Linked DNA regions of Zea mays: region 2 is linked to region 1. Evidence: chromatin contacts called from public Hi-C data. All regions are on one chromosome and are shown on one strand. The core of a region is the stretch at or near the end of the contact, and the rest is flanking DNA. Distances in the headings are between cores, read along the strand shown. Region 1 holds the start of LOC100284446 (late embryogenesis abundant protein). Region 2 has its middle 100 kb from the start of LOC100277300.

Region 1 (3,144 bases), core at 594-3,093:
TCCAAAGAAGCCCTTAGAGAAAATAAGAGAAGAGACAGTCTAGAGGGAATATATCACCATAAGGATTAGAGAAGCAGATGTCTGAGCAAACCCTTTTGGTCCAGAGGTCTAACATATTTCCACTTTAAACTGGTAAAAAAATTATTCAAATGTTCTGCAGCAGCAGATAAAACCAGAGTTGACAAATAGATACCACAAGGCATCATGACTACAAACTGATACCAAGGCATCATGACTCATGCATATACCAATTTTGTCGAAAATAGTTTGACAAGCCATGATAGTTAGAGCTGGAAGCAAAAATCTCTTAGGCCCCGTTTGTTTTGTTGGAATCGAATTCCATTTTAATAATCATAATTTTGACACAAACTAATTAAGTTAATATATTTGTATATTATCCTAAATCTTAAGAGAGAGATAATTATACACTACAATTATACTATAGAGTAGCAAGTAGAAAAGTATGTTATAAGTTGTACATTAGAAAAGTAACATGTAAATCTATATAATCAATTCACATTATAAAAAAATAGCTTACTCCATTAGTTAGATTCCAATTCCTTAAAACGAAAGAAAACAAACGGGTCTTATTGTGATTAATAGGTAGTAACTGATTCATCAGCAGTTCTTACAAACAATATATACTTAAGTGCTTATAGCTTTAAATCACCTCACATGGCTTCATTCCTTCACCTTAAGATTTGAAGAGAAAAACCTCAGGTTCTGAAAAGAGCATGAATCACTAAGAGCACGCATGCATGCAAACGCAGTTCATAGTTTGTACACAAGAAACATCAATGTCTAGCTTTTCCTGTTTTTCAGTAAAAGGTGTGATAACATAAGGTATCGAAGAACCTGGTTTCAGGAACACAAAACAAAGTAGCTCAAAATTTTGTCAATGTCATGGCAACAGATACTGAACAATGAAGTATCCATGTTGCACCAAAACATTAATCAAGGAAGAAAAATTGCAAATGAAGTTTAATCCGAACAACACAGGAACGCATCGGTCTAACTTCTATCAAATCAATTTAAGGCCTCAACAGTGGCCAATCATGTGAAGGTGGTAAACCAGGCACATTACAAATTAGCTTCGGATCTCCTCTCACCAAGAACCAACAGAAACAGGCAATGCAACAGATTGTTGTGCTAAAATTTATTCACCAAGCGGAACACCTAGGAATCTCTATCTCAAAAGAACAGGTGTATAACCAAACATTCCGCCCAAATTTTCTCGCAAAACTCAAACCTTTCCGCAGCCTAGTCGGCTAGTCCTCGAGCTGCTTGAGCTCGGCCTTCAGTTGTTCCATCTTTAGCCCCATGGAGCGGCGGAGCGCGTCGGCGTCGGTGGGCGGGAGGCGCGCTAAAAGCGCGTCGAAAGCAGCGAGCGCCTCGTTGGCGGCGTCACGCGCGATGGAGGCCTCCTCGTTGAAGTAGACCGTCTCCTTGCTCTCCATGGCCGCCTCGATCTCCTCCCGCGCCTCCGCGAACTTGCGGTTCACCTCGTCCACATCCTTGCCATACTCTGCCGCGGAGGAGGAGAAGGCGCGGCGGCGGCTGACGCTACCCAAAGGCCCCACCGCCTGGTCTGGCCGCCACGCCCCAAGCGCAGGCGAGGGCGTCGCTTTAGGCAGGGTTTGGAGAGCCTCCGCGGCAGGAACGGCGGGGGGCCGGCGGGTGAGGGAGACGGCGGCGCGGATGACGGCGCGAGGGTTTCGGTGCATCTTGCTTAGCGTGGCTTGTTTCGCTTTCCTTTCCCCGTCCAACGATTTCGGACTCGGGGGCTGCAGGCCTGCAGCTGCAGATCAGGTGCAAACTGCACGTCTCGTGCAAACTGTGCAAACCACGACGCCCGTAACTGGATCTATATCTAACGTGTATAACCCATCCCTGCTGCACTTTTACAATGAGTCCCCTCACCTATTATCCAAACTGCAATCAAACCCCATCCAGTCATCGCTAGATCCAGTGACGCAGCCTAACTCCGACCATGCGCCGCCCTGGCCTTGTCCTGGCCACCTCTGACTTAGCCTCGCCCTCTCCGTCGCCGCCTCCGGCCAGGCGCCGCATCGACGCACCTACACCTCGATGACCTCCGACCAGGTGCCGCCACTCGACGCACGACGCCTCGACGACCTCCGACCAGACACTGCTGCAACATCGGCCCCCTATGCCCTCCTCATCCTCCTTCGGCCCCACACCGTCGTCCTATACTTCCTGTAGCCAGCCAGCGCCCTACCCTCCTGTCGTTCAGGTGCAAACTCCTGCCATTCAGTGGTTGAGAGAAGAAAAAAAACAGCAATATTATGTCTTGTTTGTTTAATGTTTAACTATTCCCAGAATGCTTCCGAAAATTCAATGGTGCAATGCTTTCAGCAATATCATGCTTCCAAGATTTGTAATGAATGAAATGATCAGGGCGCCGGAACGGTTTGCTTGCTTCCAGAATTATTACTGATGCTTTCAAAAGACTAGCGCATCACACGGTACTGATGCTTCCAGGATTGCTACTGAGATAGTATAGCATAGAAAATTAGATATTGTATAGCACAAAGAATTAGAGATTGTATAGGATATCGAATTAGATATTGTATAGCACATAGAATTAGATATTGTAGCACTATTGTGGATTGTAAAGAAAGCAAATCTGAATGAAAGTAAAATTTGCTCGTATCACATTGTTCTCATTGACATTGTTGTGAATGCACTACCAACTCAAATCAAACAAGACAGGATGACACAAAGCAATATTAAGGGACTGTGCCCTATTTGCTTACAACTGCTGCATGTACGAGTGGCTTTTCCCTTGCCTACAGACTTTGTCTCCTTGCTTTTCTTAATTCTTTTGCATCTCCCCTTTGACTTCACATGATTAGGTGGGTGTATGACTACTTCATTTGGAATTTTTGTACCAATAAAAGACTCAATTTCATCATGTTTGGTACTGATAACAGAAGGCACCATGACTCTGACAGCTGCTTGCAGATTTAACAAACTGGAAGTTAAAATGTCCATTCCTTCATTGGATTGCTTTGCCATTTGGATAAGATCTTCAAACATGTTGCGCGCTTCTGAAATTTTTTTCGTGTTGCCACCTCATTGGGATTTGAAGCTACGTCTTCTAGTATGTTACCTTCATCATCA
Region 2 (3,153 bases), core at 359-2,858, 140 kb before region 1:
TAAAAGTTAAGCAGATCTTGGTGCGCGGAAGCTAAAGATTGAGTGAGCGGGAGCAAGTGGCAAGAGAGCGTGCCAAATGAGCTTGCGGTATGATCTTATATATACACCCAGTGCGTTGAAAATTGAAAGACCCCGCCTGTCAGTGAATGTTGCTATTCTAGCAAAGGGAAGGTGTTTTTCGGACCTTCGGCTTAAATCCTTCGTCCATGTCGCAATCTAAATTTATTATTTAAAACAAATTAATATTGCGAGGGGCTACTGTTGGGGGCCTTCGGCTTACGAAGGTCCTCAAAAACAAGATTTAATAGTATTTCTGGAGCATAATGTGTAAACAGGTACCTTCGGACTCGAGTCGGAATCACAGTAGGAGAAGCCTAAAACAATACGAAGGTTGATACAACGCCGAAGATGTGAGCAGGAAAGCTTCGGCACGCTAGCGGAAAATGAAACCGACTTAAAGATGAAAAGGCTATTCAGACCTCGGTGAATTACTATAGAATTACTACCAAATGTAAAGGGCATGAATGTAATTTTGTATGGGCTGTGTCCCGTGTCTATAAATAGGTGAACAGTATCCCCGTACTGTTCACGCTGACTGGGCATTTGTTATTGCGTCACACTTGTACTCTCATCTCTTTCCAAGCTGAATGTACATTTGTAATTCAATGTCATTTCTGTTTCTTCATAATAAGAATACAAGAATAAGTTGATAATAATATATAATTGTCTATGTTATTCTTCATGTTCCTTATGATTCATTCTTCGTCATTATATATTGAGTTTATGAAGGTACGCCCTTCATAACCTTCGTCCGAAAATCATTATATCCTAAGGGAAATAATGCTTCGAAGGACGAAGGATTTTACCGATTAACATTTTCTGTGTTGCCTTGTTCTTAACTCATAGTATTTGAGAACGAGTCACCAACACAGAGAGAATCGAATGCTTTTCTCGGCAAAGCACCAAAGAAGAACAAAGAGAATAGATAGCAGATTAAATAAAATGATAATTGTAGATTCTGCCCTCTCTGCATCATTACAATAAGGCTTTATAATCCATCTACGACCGACTCACTCTAGAAAATAGGAACTGACTCCATAAAAATCTAAACAACCTACCTTTCTAGTCTATCCCTGACCGAGCATAAAACTGACCCACTCTAGAAAATAGAAACTAATTTAATCTAAATGAATAATAATCCTAACAAACTTTAGTGCTTGTGGCCACGCCAATTTGGTCATTCGTAGATGCTTGTACGGGTGCCCTTCTTCCACTTTTTCTGGCTGTATACCACCGTATATCCATACACCGGCTAATTTTTTTTTCTTTTTCTTCCTCTGCTTTCTTTTGGCAGGTGGCTCTGGATATCTTCTGCACTAACAACACCACAAATATTGCATTCAATACATGCCCCATGTTTTTCGAATGAACATAGTGTGTCGAAAAACACAACTTAGCAACGATTCAATATTAAATCGGCTCTCAATCATGATATATATATATATATAATATTTTCTCTTTTTTTCTTTTAGGACGATGACACCCATCGGCCATGTCTTCAGCCACTAACAATCTTTGGCCCATCTCCCATACTGAAATCAGCCCAAACGACCTGTACGTCCAGCCCCTTACCTTTTTTGTTCTCCAGCGCATCGACGCTCTGACCAACATCTTCGCATCCATCGGCCACTGCTAGGGTTCCAAGAAATTTGGTGTGCTGTGATGACCACATAGGCTTTCCCTACGGGTCGCGTCATCATTTCGAGAGCGTCATGGCTACCTCCGGTGCTGCGACCAGCGCGACTACGGCCGGATCGACCTAGTGCGACGACGGCTGTGCGCGTGTGCGCGGCACCATCGATTTGGCGTTGGTTGGTATGAAGGCTCGAGCCATACTGCAACACGGAGACAACTATGCAAGCGACTCAGGGCGGCTCATCTTCAACAACAGTGCGTGGCTTGAGTGCGCCTGCTCCGAAACGTAGAGATCCTCGAACACAGCTCCGCCAGCTCAAATCTCCAAGCGCCCAAACTTGAAACTCCTCCAACCGGCCGTCCGCTGCCAGCAATCGGCCTCCATCCGCAGAGCACTCACCGAAAGGTACATCCTTCCCCAAATCGATTCTACATGTGCTATTATGTGCTCATACGGTCTGCTCACCTTAGCCAGTATAAGCATTCTTAGATTATACCCGGCTCTAACTATAAGGAGAATCTAACTCTGCTACTAGTTTCAAATCTTAGCATGCCCCCTGCCACACGCTAGGATAGTACTTTTTCAAATACTTACCGTTGAGGGCTTTGGGTAATTTCTTTCCTTGCAAATCCTCAACGAAATATGCATTCCCGTGCATAATACCTACAACTTTGAATGGTCCTTCTCAATTCGGCAACCATTTGTCGAATTTATTATTTTTAAATCCCACGGGTAAAATCGTTTTCCATACCAATTCTCCAATCTGAAACGATTTCTCCTTCGCCCTTTAATTATAAGCTTTCGCTACTCTCAGCTTTTCCTTCTCTATTTCCCTTAAGGCTGTTAATCGACTTTCATTATTCCCATCAATTCTGTCTAGCATTAGCTCACCATATACTACAGCTGATAACCCACCCTGTTGAGCCACTCAACAAGCTTGCAGATTTACTTCAATAGGGAGCACTGCTTCTTGCCCGTACACCAATTCAAATGGCGTCACTTTGGTTGCTCCATATCGAGAAACTCTATGAGCCCACAATGCCTCGGACAGTACTTCATGCCACCTCTTTGGTTTTTTTGCAATCTTCTTCTTTATCAACCTGATCAACACTTTGTTGCTAGATTCGGCCTGCCCATTAGCTTGTGCATAATATGGCGACGAATTCAACAACTTAATCTGCAAAGACTTGGCAAATTCTTTAAATTGGTGAGACATAAAAGCAACTCCTTGATCTATTGTTAATGTCTGCGGAATGCCAAATCTGTACACAATATGCTCTAATACAAAATTAATCAACTCCTTATTTTTTTAAAGGCACAACTTCAGTCCATTTAGTAAAATAATCGGTAGCCACTAACACAAATCGATGCCCCTAGAAGAAGATGGATGAATTTCACCAATAAAATCTAAACCCCAGCCTCTAAAAGGCCACGACTTTATAATAGGATGCAACATG

Evidence for each region. A called contact is a pair of places that touch in the nucleus more often than the background predicts.
Region 2: a contact with region 1 is called in a Hi-C map of ear, with 2.8 times the contacts expected there. The contact joins the enhancer-like site here to the promoter of LOC100284446 in region 1. A contact is called at or near these places in 2 of 25 Hi-C or Micro-C datasets (ear and tassel).

The regions. Positions count from the first base shown.
Region 1 is chr8:91,359,214-91,362,357 of Zm-B73-REFERENCE-NAM-5.0, reverse strand. LOC100284446 (late embryogenesis abundant protein) reads right to left here and starts at 1,843. Exons shown (of 1, transcript NM_001348983.1): 1 at 1,128-1,843. The coding sequence starts at 1,724. The coding sequence ends at 1,269.
Region 2 is chr8:91,498,151-91,501,303 of Zm-B73-REFERENCE-NAM-5.0, reverse strand. No RefSeq gene overlaps it. Among protein-coding and RNA genes, the nearest start is that of LOC100277300, 100 kb to the left of the region's middle. Within about 2 kb of position 1,608, at least 9 of the 20 cell types and tissues checked have an H3K27ac peak or open chromatin away from gene starts, as enhancers often do. A contact at or near this core is called in ear and tassel, where this site is marked.